Linked DNA regions of Mus musculus: region 2 is linked to region 1. The links are chromatin contacts, called in public HiChIP or PLAC-seq maps. All regions are on one chromosome and are shown on one strand. Each heading gives the region's core, a stretch centred on a gene start, on an enhancer-like site or on the middle of the called end of the contact. The rest is flanking DNA. Distances are from core to core; before and after follow the strand shown. Region 1 overlaps Gm34068 (predicted gene, 34068). Region 2 overlaps Dusp10 (dual specificity phosphatase 10).

Region 1 (6,098 bases), core at 2,026-4,525:
GAAACAGTGCAAGCACACTGCAGCATCCCAGTGCCTGAAGAAAACACTTGCAGGAGTCTGTCTTTGACAATGTGTTGGTCCTTTTATTAACGTCTGTCCTCCTACACCTCTCAAACTCAATATTCTGCATCCTTCGCCATTCCACATTTACTCACATTCAGCATGGCTGTCTGGTCTGGTCTGACCAAGCTCTTTTTTAGGTTAGTGGTATTTGAGAGATGACTTTAAAAAGTGAGCTCAAGACCTCCTTCTTCAGATAGAACTCTCTCAAATGTGTTTTTCTCATCTGAGAAGGGACTCTCATTGCATTGTGAAGTTAACTGTCTATCAAAATAGCTTCAATTATCTAAAAACTGGGATAGGAAATGACTACCATAGAGAAGATAAGGCTGACAAGATCGGTGGGTGGCTTCCAGTGGAAGTTCCTGTCCTCAGAGAACCCATGAACCAGGTGGAGACGTTGGACATTGCAGCTACACTGATGAAAAGCAGGTCGCAACTTCAAAGATTACTTCGAGAGGATATCTGAAACTATGCTCCTTCTCCCAAAATAAGCCCTATGATTCCAGTCAAGACCATGCATGGTGCCAGTCAAGGCCACAAGTATCACTTAATTGTCCTATGTGTTCCTCTCACTGCTCAAGCAGTCGTCTCTACCAAGAATGCATTTCCTACAACCCTATTAACAGCACAGAGTCTTTCTTGAGCAGTTGGCTATAGAATAGTGCTGAAGGCATGCATACATTACCCTTTCTCATTTAATCCTCATGGCCACATATGGGGACAAAGATAACATGCAATTTTCTTCCATGAATTAATTAATTCATTCACTTTACATCCCAGTCAGAGCCCCCACTCTTTTCCCAGTACTCACTCACACAGCATCTTCCCCTCTCTCCTCTGAGAAGGGGAGCTCCCCCACCCACCCTGGCATATCAAATCACTGCAGGACTAGGCACATCCTCTCCCACTGAGACCAGAAAAGGCAGGCCAGGTAGGGAAACAGGATCTATAGGTAGGCAACAGAGTTAGGGACAGCCCCGCTCCAGTTGTTGGAGAACCTGCATGAAGACCAAGCTGCACATCTGGTACATGTGTTTGGGGAACCTCGGTCCAGCTCATGTACAACATATGCATTTCTAAGCTGCAGAAGGAGAGGTATAAAATCTTAAGTGAGAAGCCCAAGATAGATCACTTTGGAAATGAGAGGCAAAGCTAGGTGCTCTGGCTTAGACAGCGTCTTTCTAGACACTGTGTCTTTAGCCCCCAACTACACTGAACAGAGAGTATGGCTGCCCTCAGCTCTTTCTAGGACCAGCCTGAGTTCATGAGAAAGTGCATCCTTGAAAGTGATCTCAGAGTCCAGGCTGGGCTTCAGCTTCATAGTGTGGCACTTCGCGCTGGCTTGCTACACTGCCATGAATGTCCCCATGTGTGCTTTATTAGGACCCGATACACGCATACATAAGCCTCTTATGCCACCTTATTGTTTTGGGGATTTTGACTAGTATAAATATTAGTCAAGTAAAAACATGATACTTTTTTTAGGCTTCTACAGAGTAGGTTAATTATTTCATTTATCAGCAGGATACCTATGATTGTTTTTCATGGAAGAGTAAAGAAGACTAAATGTGTGCCTGAGGTCTCAGTGGTTGGTGATCAAGGTACAGACCCCAGTGCCATTTGTCGGGTTCCATAGCTGTTCTACCACAGGACCTTTGCCTCCCAGTGAGAGAGACAGCTGGCAGTGTGGGGTTGTCCAGCATTGGATAGGCTGGAAAGGCTCAAGGGCACTCCTTGGAGGTGAATTCTCCTAAACAGGGATACTGTTTCACATCATCAGAAATCCAAGCATTGGCTGTAGAGACAACCCCAGTGCTGAAGAAGCTGGGTGGAAAAGCAAAATGAAATGAATTGAGTCCAACAGCCGGAGAGCATGTCCCTCACAGTGATGTCAGCCCCATGAAACATCATATGTAATCAGAGACTACAGGCACTTGTTTCTCTTTGCACAATTAAAACTAGGTTCTGCTATTCCTGGGAACCATATTTTTAGAGTTTAAGCTGGGTGTAATGAGAATTCTAAAAATAACATTGTGAAAGGTGAGGCTAAGTGTGGGGGGCTGAGTTCACCCTGGTGCTGGGGCAATAAAACATTATCCGTGGTCCATTTAAAGCCCTTCAGCCCTGGGATAACGTTTTTTGCTTGGACAGAAGCTTAGTTCATCCTGTTTGGACCCAACTCAGTTTCCATCGACATGGTGGTGGTCCAGGGAATAGGAACTATGAATGAGTTATTAGGGGAATTTTAAAGCTGTTGAAAAACCTCAGGGGGCAGCTTCTTTCACAGGAGCTCTGGTTACACTGAGCCGAGAGGTTTGGGGTATCCACTGTTGGGACCACCACAGCTGGCCAGCTCACAGCCTTCCAGCATGAGGGCTCTTCTTAGAATCATGCTTCTTAAGCCCCGAAGGCTGCCAATAATAACGATCTCTGGGTTGGCAATGAGAGAGCCTGTAACCTCAGACCCAGCTCTCGGCACCCAGTAGTGTGCCTAAACTATGATACATGCCTTGTAACAGATGTGAGAGACTTCAAGATTTTAATAAGTCCAGGCTTTGGAATGGATATAGATTTCCTGGATGGAAAAGCCCTATATTAACTGTCCCACCCACAGCTCCTTTAAACACACATGAGCACTCATCACACACGAAGCCCTCCGTGCATGTGCGCATTGCCAGGTTCCTGCTTGAGGCAGACCTGACCCCAGCAGCAGATGGGCATTATCAAGTTTCTTATCACATCCTTGCCATCCAGTAACTTGACGTCTCCTGTTTTTTGGGCCGTGCTAATGAGGCTGATGTTGCAAGCTTACTTTTGCTGATGAGCTACATGGCTTTCCTCTTGTGTGTTCAGGGATATTTTCCCTAGCTTGTTTGCCTGTTTATTTAAACTCAACCTGCAAGTCTGGGTCTGGGATAAGATCACCGACTGCTTGTCTGTTGGCTCACAAATGTCTTGCTTCAGATGCAGACAAGATCTGAGATAAGCTAGTTCCATATGGGCACAAGTATATGAAGAACACTGGATGTGTTGTTAATACCAGCAGGGCAGCGTCTGATAGACTAAACTAACCCTGATTCTCTAAGCAGCCTTAGCCCAAAGCAATGGCAACAATGATTTCTGTGACCTTGAACATGTACAGGGCATCTGATCACACAGTGCCTTCTGCAGGGGCAGGCAAGAGCCATCTACATTTATGTTGTAGCCTGAGTAAACATAAAAAGAATTCTTACTTTCCTATGTACACAAATGCTTAGTAGCACTCCCTGGGGCTGAGGTTACTGTTTGAGAATTGTGAATGCACAGTTGATAGTAGACTGAACAGCCTACATAACTTTCTGTCAGAAAAGCGGTGATTTTAGCAATGGTGAGGTGTTTGCAAGTGGTCAAATCTAACTCCATCATTTTTAGACTGATATCAAATTACAGGCTGGAGAAATGTCTTTCTCAACATTACCTGGCATTTGGTATATATCTGGAGTTACTTAAGACTCAGGCCAAACTCTATCAGGGTTTTGTTGATTCTGTCAAGTAAGGTCTACCCAATGGACTTTTCAGTATCTTTTTCTTTGTCTCTACTCTTTTTATTTTGTGTCCCTTTGCCCAGTGGCAGCAAGGAGTACCTACACTTTTGTTCTTTCTCAATAAGTCTTCCCCTAAAACTATTATTCAGAAATCACCAGACCAACGTGTTCACACCACCACACAAACGAATGAAAAGCTGCTTTCTAGCTTTGTGTGCCTTGTAAACATTAAATTGAACTTGCGGTCAGATTTAGTTATGGCATCCGAGCAGCCTCAGGTCAGCACAGTTTGGGAAGCAATGGTCAAAATGGTCCATAGCTTGGATCTCATCGGTCCAGATTTATACCTGTTAAAGAATTGTGAGCTGATAGATTGGGCAAAAGCCATTAATTCATGTGGTTTCCTAACAGTTACAGAAATGAGAACCAAAGGAGACAGTGAGTTTTCCCCATGCTCAAGGAGCTAGTTAATGATGAGGCAGAGGTGAGCCTTTGGGATCAATCATCATGAAGGTAATGGGCTGAACAAAAGATGTTCCATGGGGGGTCCCTTTCCCCATTCCTCTAAGAAATGCTTTCTGGATGACTGTGTGGTATATGTGCATAGTGTTTAGTATGTGTTTTTGAGGTGTGTATACGTCAAGTTTGCCTGGTATGTATATGTGTATGTATATTTGTATTTGAGGTGGGTATATGTACATAGTTTATGTAGTATGTCTATTTGTGTATTGACAGAAGCCACCTAGGAAAGGCCATGTGGGAAGCAAGTGAGTTTCCTGGAGACAGCCCACCATTTTACATGGATATGACGGGTACAGTCTGGAGAGGCCCAGCCCCAGAAACGTCCCAGGATGGCTTTTTACTTCTGATAAAACTTTCTTCCTGGGCATCAGCCCACCCTATTGAGCAAATTCGACCCTGCAGATCAGCATGAAGATGAACTTTCATGAATTAATGCTCCTTAGATGAATTGATTACTTCCTGATTTGAGTCTAATGATTTTAGGAAGAATGTTTAAGGGGATAGTTTTAGTTGTTTTGCCAGAAGATGTAATAAAGGTAGAATCAAGAATAAAATATGAGTTCAGGGGCACAAGTCCCCTTCAGTCCCACCAGCACCAGGGTAGCTAGGGCACAGAGTCAGCTGACACCCGCAAGCTACCAACAAGACCGGCCACTGGATCTTAAGACCTCTGGTGAGTGGAACACAGCTGCTGCTCCAATCCAATCTCGCAGGACCTGAGACTGCATTAATTAGGGAAGCAGAAAACCTGGCCTGATCAGGGGCACAAGTCCCTTCCGGTCCACACCAGCACAGGGGTACTGTGGGCGTGGAGACTGCGGACACCCAAAAGGTATAACAGGACCCTCCACGGGATCTTAAGAACTTTGTGAGTGGATCACAACTTCTGCCAGGAGGCAGGCTCGAACACCAGATATCTGGCACCTTCCCTGCAAGAGGAGAGCCTACCTGCAGAGAGTACTCTGAACACTGAAAGTCAGGAGAGAGCTATTCTCTCGGGTATGCTGATAGAGGCTAACATAAACACCTGAGGAACAAGATTTAACCAGAGACAACTACAACAACTAACTCCAGAGATTACCAGATGGCGAAAGGCAAACGTAAGAATCTTACTAACAGAAACCAAGACCACTCACCATCATCAGAACACAGCAGTTCCACACCACCCAGTCCTGGGCACCCCAACACACCCGAAAAACTAGACCCCGACTTAAAAGCATATCTCACGATGATGGTAGAGGACATCAAGAAGGACTTTAATAACTCACTTAAAGAAATACAGGAGAACACTACTAAACAGGTAGAAGACCTTAATGAGGAAGCAGAAAAATCCCTTAAAGTATTGCAAGAAAACACGACCAAACAGGTGATGGGATTGAATAAAAACATCAAAGACCTAAAAAGGGAAGTAGACACAATAAAGAAAACCCAAAGTGAGGCAACACTGGAGATAGAAAACCAGGAAAGAAATCTGGAACCATAGATGCAAGCATCAGAAACAGAATACAAGAGATAGAAGAGAGAATCTCAGGTGCAGAAGATTCCATAGAGAACATTGGCACAACAATCAAAGAAAATACAAAATGCAAAAAGATCCTAACTCAAAACATCCAGGAAATCCAGGACACAATGAGAAGACCAAACCTACAGATAATAGGAGTGGATGAGAAGGAAGATTTTCAACTTAAAGGGCCAGCAAATATCTTCAACAAAATTATAGAAGAAAACTTCCCAAACCTAAAGAAAGACATGCCCATGAACATACAAGAAGACTACAGAACTCCAAATAGACTGGACCAGAAAAGAAATTCCTCCCGACACATAATAATCAGAACAACAAATGCACTAAATAAAGATAGAATATTAAAAACAGTAAGGGAAAAAGGTCAAGTAACATATAAAGGCAGGCCTATCAGAATTACACCAGACTTTTCACCAGAGACTATGAAAGCCAGAAGATCCTGGACAGATGTTATACAGACACTAAGA
Region 2 (6,098 bases), core at 1,883-4,382, 240 kb after region 1:
CTGTTAATATACACTTACTGTTAGAACATGAAGAACATTTCACAATGGAAAAAAAAAAAAGATGTACGAGCCCTGCCCTGCCCACCCTGGTTTCACTTTTACATAACCTCTCCATCCCTTACCCATATATGTGCATGCTTTGCAGAGTCTCATATAGAAACTTGAGCTGATTTTCACTTTGTGCTGCAGGGTCGGTCCCTTGCTTCCTGCATGGTTATTACAGATTTTCTTCTTCAATGCTGTCATTTGTCTAGTGGCCACATTCTGCTCAACCGACGACCTCCTAATGGACATTACACTTGCACCCAGGATCTTAAACCCGAGCAAGGTGTGGGGGGGTCCCTGCTTCAGAAACCACTCAGTCTTCCTCTGACCCCCTTTAGAAGAATGAATGCTGGCTGTCAGCCCGTTGGGAGTTATCTTTTCTGTTGTCCTAATTCACTTTCACTTTTTAGATCCTGCTGCCAATCAAAGTCCTCAGAGTTAAGGGAAGTCCCTGTCCTTGACCCACTGCGCCTTGGCTCTGACCTGTGTGTGTGCGTGCTATATATGTCATTCGATACATGGGCTGTGATCCTGGGTTTGTTCTTTGGTTGGGGCACGATGAGGCAGTTTGGAAACTCCAAGCAGCCAGATATTCTATGGAACTAGAAGATTAGCCAGGGCTACAAACAATCCACTCTCTGAATCACTCACAGTATTACATTGTTGATAAAAATATATTATTACCTTTGGGGCGTGTGTGTGTGTGATGTGTATGTGATATATATATAATATATAACAGCACCAGTGTGGAGGTCAGAATTCAACCTGTGAGACCCTGTTCTCACTTTCCACCATGTGGCTCTCAGGATCTCACGTTGCTGAGCTTGGCAGCAAATAACCTTTGCCTTCTGTGATATCTCACTGGCCTTGATAAAACACACTAAAACATCAGTACCAACAGAAAAAAGCTAGACCCTGTAAGATGCTAAGTATATACATTTATTTCCCCCATGTCCCATTTTTAGGTCCACTAAGGTCCCCAAAATCTTTAAGCAAACTCAGAAACACAGGGCCATGATATAATCAGAATGGGAAGAACTCCCACCAGTCCTTTCCTGCAAAGGTAAAACACCCTTTAAATAGGAGTTAATTCTCTAGCAGATAACTAGCTTGTCTTCCTTGATAAAGTACATATTGGGTTGAAATTATTATAATTAATTTTGCATGTCATATAAAAGTCCACTATGCCTGCGCTTATTCCATGGATCTCTTTATTCTTAGCCAAGGGAGAGCTAGACGCCCAGTCCACTGTGGTGAGCTTTCGTGGAACTAGGGAGATGCCCAGATGATGATGCCTGGCAGGCTCCCCACAAGTAGGGGATGTGACTGTGAAGTACCACCATCAACGGGCATTGAGCTTTCAGATTGATGAGGGTGTGTGTGTGTGTGTGTGTGTGTGTGTGTGTGTGTGTGTGTGTGTATAAAGACCAAAAGCCAACATTGCATGTCTATCTGTACTCTCCTATAGTTTTATACATGTAAGTATGTGTGTCTGTCTGTGTGTGTGTGCACGTGCGAGCATGAATGTTTGCGCACTCTATCTGTGAAGGTCAGATGATAACTTTTTCAGTCCCTATCTTCAGGGTCCAGGAATCAAACTCAGGCACTCACACATGTGTAGCATGCCCTTCCCTGCTGAGCCGTCTCACTTGACTTCTGACTTACGCTTGAGGCTTGCTCTTTCACTGAACCCTAGGCTACATTGAACACTTGGGCTACATTGCTTGGACCGTGAGATCCCTTCTAAGATTTTGTCTCCCCAGCCAACCCCTGAGGTGTGTACCTATACCTGGCTTTCACGTGGTTGCCAAGGAGTGCAAACTCACGTCCTCATGCCTCTTCTGCTTGCATTTGACTACTGGGCGGTCTCCCCAGCCCACCTTCCACATCTTCTATAAAACGTTTGGAAAACGTTCTGAGGCCTGAGAACCAGATGCTCCAAAGTTGTCCAAATCATGACCTTGACATTCATCTCCGAGGGACCTCTGCTTTCCTGGTTCTCAGTGAACAGCTTTTCCACACTGTGGAGTGGGATTCCTGGCTGGCTGGGACTGACTGGTGGTGGCTGGTGGCTCTGACATTAACCCTTGAGGTCCATGGACATCATTTTGTGACTCAGCAGGTCCCAGCTCCTTCCTTCCTTCAGCTTTTCTTCCTTACCTTCCCAGAGCTCTTCAGAGCTCTCAAATCTTTCAGATCTGGCCACATGGTGTCTTCCAGGGGTCTTTGCCCATCAAAAGCCATTATCCGTGGTGGCTTTGTTTTGTTAAGGATTGCAGTGTGTGCTGATGTGATGTACAAACTTGGGAACAGAACTCTTGTCAGATAATGGGGTGGAGTGTTCTTTTCTGGAGAAAAGTGGCTATTTCATCTATGGGGAGACAGCTCACTTTCTGGTGCAATGCAGCTTGTAGAACCATCATTTTCTGTTACTGGTTGCTAACTCTGTCCATGTGAACACATGCTTGCACATACAAACACATGCTCCTTTCTGTTAACATGGCCAGATAGTAATGACTTTGGCACTCAGCAGGGACTCCTTGAATGGGGACATCACCTTTACCTGAGCTGTTGTCTCCTGGTAGCTATGCCCTGCCTGATTCTGGTCGCTAGAGCTAGTTGAAGCAGCTCTGAATCATACTTATCAGATTTCAGAAACCCTTCTTGGGTTGCAGTGTGAAAGACTCAGCTGCATGTTGAAACCATAATTTGGTCAAATATGTTATTAGTGTTAATTTTGGCCTGTTTCCCTTTACATTTCAGGGTAGTGACTAGAAAAAATAGTCTTGCCATGTAGTATCCTGCTGACATTTCTATCCAGTGAGGCCAATCTTTGTATAATGATAAGTTATCATTTCTTTCTAAGATGAGAAAATAGAGGCTGAGAGTGGTTCACAGAATCACTTGGAGTCACACCGAAGTCGCCTGAAGTCTAGGCTGACTCCCAGGTCCACAACATTTATGGCTATGGACTTGTAAATTGATTTTTTTTTCTGCCCTCTGTCCCTGAGTTGTGGGAGATGATCTCTCACCCTCTGGAATCTACAGAGAGATAAGAGTGCCTGAGCTGCTCCTGCAGAGCCCCTTGGCTCACACCTGAGTTTATGTTAATGAGATGACTCAGGGGACAAGCTGGTCATCTATCAGAAGGGCCAGCCCTGTGACTGGCCCGGAAGCTTGGAATGTAGCCAGCCTCCGCAGAAGAGGCAAGCTGGACTGAGGATTAAGTTCAGACACGGGGCTGATGATGAATCAAGTCCAGTTGCACCTAGTGAAACATGATCCTGAAGAACACAGAAGCCTGGCCCTCGAAGCTCAGGCAGGCATCCTCCTTGCACACAGGGACATGCCAGCAGGGTAAATAGAGTGTCTTCATTTCACACGACTGAACAGAGAAGTGCACGGTGTGGAATACTAGGGCCTACGTTGTGCAGCTTTCATTTTGCTGGCCCTGGCTTGCATCCTTTATAGTGAAGCCATTAATTAGCACAAACAAAAGTGCTTTCCTGAGTTCAGCGAATCATCCTAGTGGATTCTTGAACCCCGGGTATTATGGGGAAGCAAAGAACTAGTGACAATTTAGTCAGAGGTGTCAGAGGCCTGAGAGACACCACACTTACAACTGGCAGTGAGGCCAACGCTGTTGGGGATTGTGGTGGCTTTCTGTAAGAGTCAATCTTGGAGTCGCTGTCAGAGCTGTGTCAGAGCTGCATTGCAGTATTCTGAGATGAAAGCACCCAGTGTCTGCTTGAAGGCCCTGGTGGTGAGAGAACACCGTAGCACTTGGTAAGATAGCAAGACTTGTTTCCCTAACCCCATTTCCTTGGAGACAAGAGGCAGCCTTCACTCTAGTCTTACAAAATGATGTGGTCTTGGGAAGACTGCTTTAGACTGCAAGGCTTCCAGGTCAGCAGGAAGACCTGTGATATTTCTAGGCCCAAGACCTTCCCACCTTTGGAGGCCCCCTCTATTTCAACTCCTAGGTGTCACCTGAGGGGTGTGGTGGCCCAGCATGCTGGCCTCTTTCTTACAAGAAATTCTTGAATATTGATGTTGAGATTTTGTTCCAGTAAGGAAAGCACTGTGTGGGAAAACCCTAAGTAAGGGATTTGCATTACTTGGTCATTTGCATTGTTAGGATTCATACTTGTGGCGTGTCTCACTTTGTTTCAAAAATATGGTGTCATATCCAACAGCGCCTTTTCTGTGGACACCCCTGTTTGGATATTTTAGCCATGGTCTTGTATGGTTATTTTTGGTCTATTTTGTTTTGCTTTCTCCTTCCTGGCTTAAAATAGACAAGGTCCCCCCACCCCCACCCCCACCTCCAAGGCCATTAGTTTTTAGCTTTGCTCAGACTAGTCCAGTCCAGCAAAGCCTTCTTAGGTCACCAAGCTCCTAGAAAGTTTGACTCCTCAAGGCACGTGATAGGGCCACCCTGGAAAATGGGTTTCTAAGAAAAGAAAACTGTCATTACTTGGTGGGAGGGGTTCTACAAGAAACGGGAATGAAGCAAAGAGTATGAAGAGTTGTGAAATCTCCTGAAATCTGTTTAACCTGGTCTGGCCCTGGGCTCTCTGCACTCTGTCACCAACGCAGGCTTGCTTATTAGAAGTTTAATGGTGGCGATAGTCCAGCCAAATAACTGACAGTAGCTTTCACTGAGGGTGTCAAGCAGCTCCCTGCCCCCTCAGTAAGGGTGAGGATGGAATGTCAGCCTCAGTTTCTAAAAGAGATAGAACAGATGCTTAGAACTGACTGCCCTAGAGTTGGGTGCTCCCTTCCCCTGAGGTACTTCCAAATGTTTGCCTGTGGACTACAGGGTTCAGAGTACACCTTTCAAGACATAAGTATGTGCTACAGCCCTGTGAGAGAGCGAAGGATGTAAGAATCCCCTTCAGGAGAGAGGAAACTCTCGCCATTTAAGTCAAAACTATTAGGGGATAATCCCGGTGTCTTATTTACTTTTATTTTTGTGTGTATGTGTGTGTCTATATATGTCCACTTGTACATGCCTGCTCTTGGCTGTGTGTGTGTGTGTGTGTGTGTGTGTGTGTGTGTGTTCCTGTGCTTACCTGGTATATATCCAGCGAGCCCCTTGGATTCTCCTGTTTCTGCCTCCCAAGGATGGCTGGATTCTTCTGTGGGCATTGGATCTGAACTCACACTCTCATACTTACCCACTGAGTAAGCATTTTACCCATTGAGCTGTCTCTCCACTTCTTTGATAATGTGAGTTTAAGTGACCTGAAATGTAAATAACTAGCCTGCCAGTTCAGAGTTAATAAGACAAATAAGAGGGACTCGAGAATGCCTGATTGTAGAGCTGGTATTGTGGGAGAAACAGAGCCACTGGGTCAGTGAAGACCCTGTCCAAAGTATCTGTGATTGTTGATCCTATTTAGATGGAAGGGCTGCTGCCAGGTCTAAGGGCCAAACCAGACCTTTCTTAGGCATATGCCTGGGACAGAGCTCTCTATCCCACTGTGAGCACTTCTTGAATGCATGCTGACCTGAATTCAGGCAGGGCCTGTTTCCAGACCTCTCTCCGCCTGGGTGTCCCTCTTGACCATTTTTCCTCACAACTCTTTTTCATTCACTTCTGTCAACATTGCTCATAAGGGAAGTACAGAGATGGGAGCATGTGAGAGGAGGGACAGGCTAGAGGCCGCCAAATGTGACAGATCTTATTCTCAACCTCACCTATGGGCCTATTTGTCACATGTAAGGTCCAGCAACTGTTCTTTGCCTCTTCCTCAGCCTGGTACCAGCAGAGTTCATCTTCCCTGCACCAGCTTCCATGAGCTGTGACCCGTGGTGTCATCCAGGCGAGTCTCCCAGTGTTCTCAGAACATTCTGGCATTGATACTTCGCTACAGTTTTTTCTAATGTTTCCTCGTCCTCATCCCTTCTTTTTCTCTCCAATTAGATTTATCTTTGGGGACTATTTTTAATCTCCCAAATCCCTACCATAATGCGGAACAACACATAATTAATGGCTCTTTCTGGCTCATTCTGATGTTCATCTCATCTAAAAATATTTAACGAGCACT

The links. HiChIP or PLAC-seq counts read pairs in DNA pulled down with a chosen protein or histone mark.
Region 2: a FOXA1 HiChIP or PLAC-seq map of pancreatic cancer cells shows a contact between it and region 1. The contact joins two enhancer-like sites. A contact is called at or near these places in 3 of 484 Hi-C or Micro-C datasets (B cells, bone marrow-derived macrophages and pre-B cells), 6 of 115 datasets of contacts at active chromatin or transcription factors (astrocytes, bone marrow-derived macrophages, embryonic stem cells and 3 more) and 2 of 9 other capture datasets (embryonic tail and embryonic trunk).

What each region holds. Positions count from the first base shown.
Region 1 is chr1:183,805,091-183,811,188 of GRCm38.p6, forward strand. It overlaps Gm34068 (predicted gene, 34068), which reads left to right. Exons shown (of 3, transcript NR_151520.1): 3 at 4,323-4,656. Among named protein-coding and RNA genes, the nearest start is that of Gm34068, 59 kb to the left of the region's middle. Within about 2 kb of position 3,276, at least 6 of the 459 cell types and tissues checked have an H3K27ac peak or open chromatin away from gene starts, as enhancers often do. A contact at or near this core is called in pancreatic cancer cells, where this site is marked.
Region 2 is chr1:184,048,754-184,054,851 of GRCm38.p6, forward strand. The region is part of intron 2 of Dusp10 (dual specificity phosphatase 10); the gene reads left to right. Among named protein-coding and RNA genes, the nearest start is that of Dusp10, 17 kb to the left of the region's middle. Within about 2 kb of position 3,133, at least 114 of the 459 cell types and tissues checked have an H3K27ac peak or open chromatin away from gene starts, as enhancers often do. A contact at or near this core is called in pancreatic cancer cells, where this site is marked.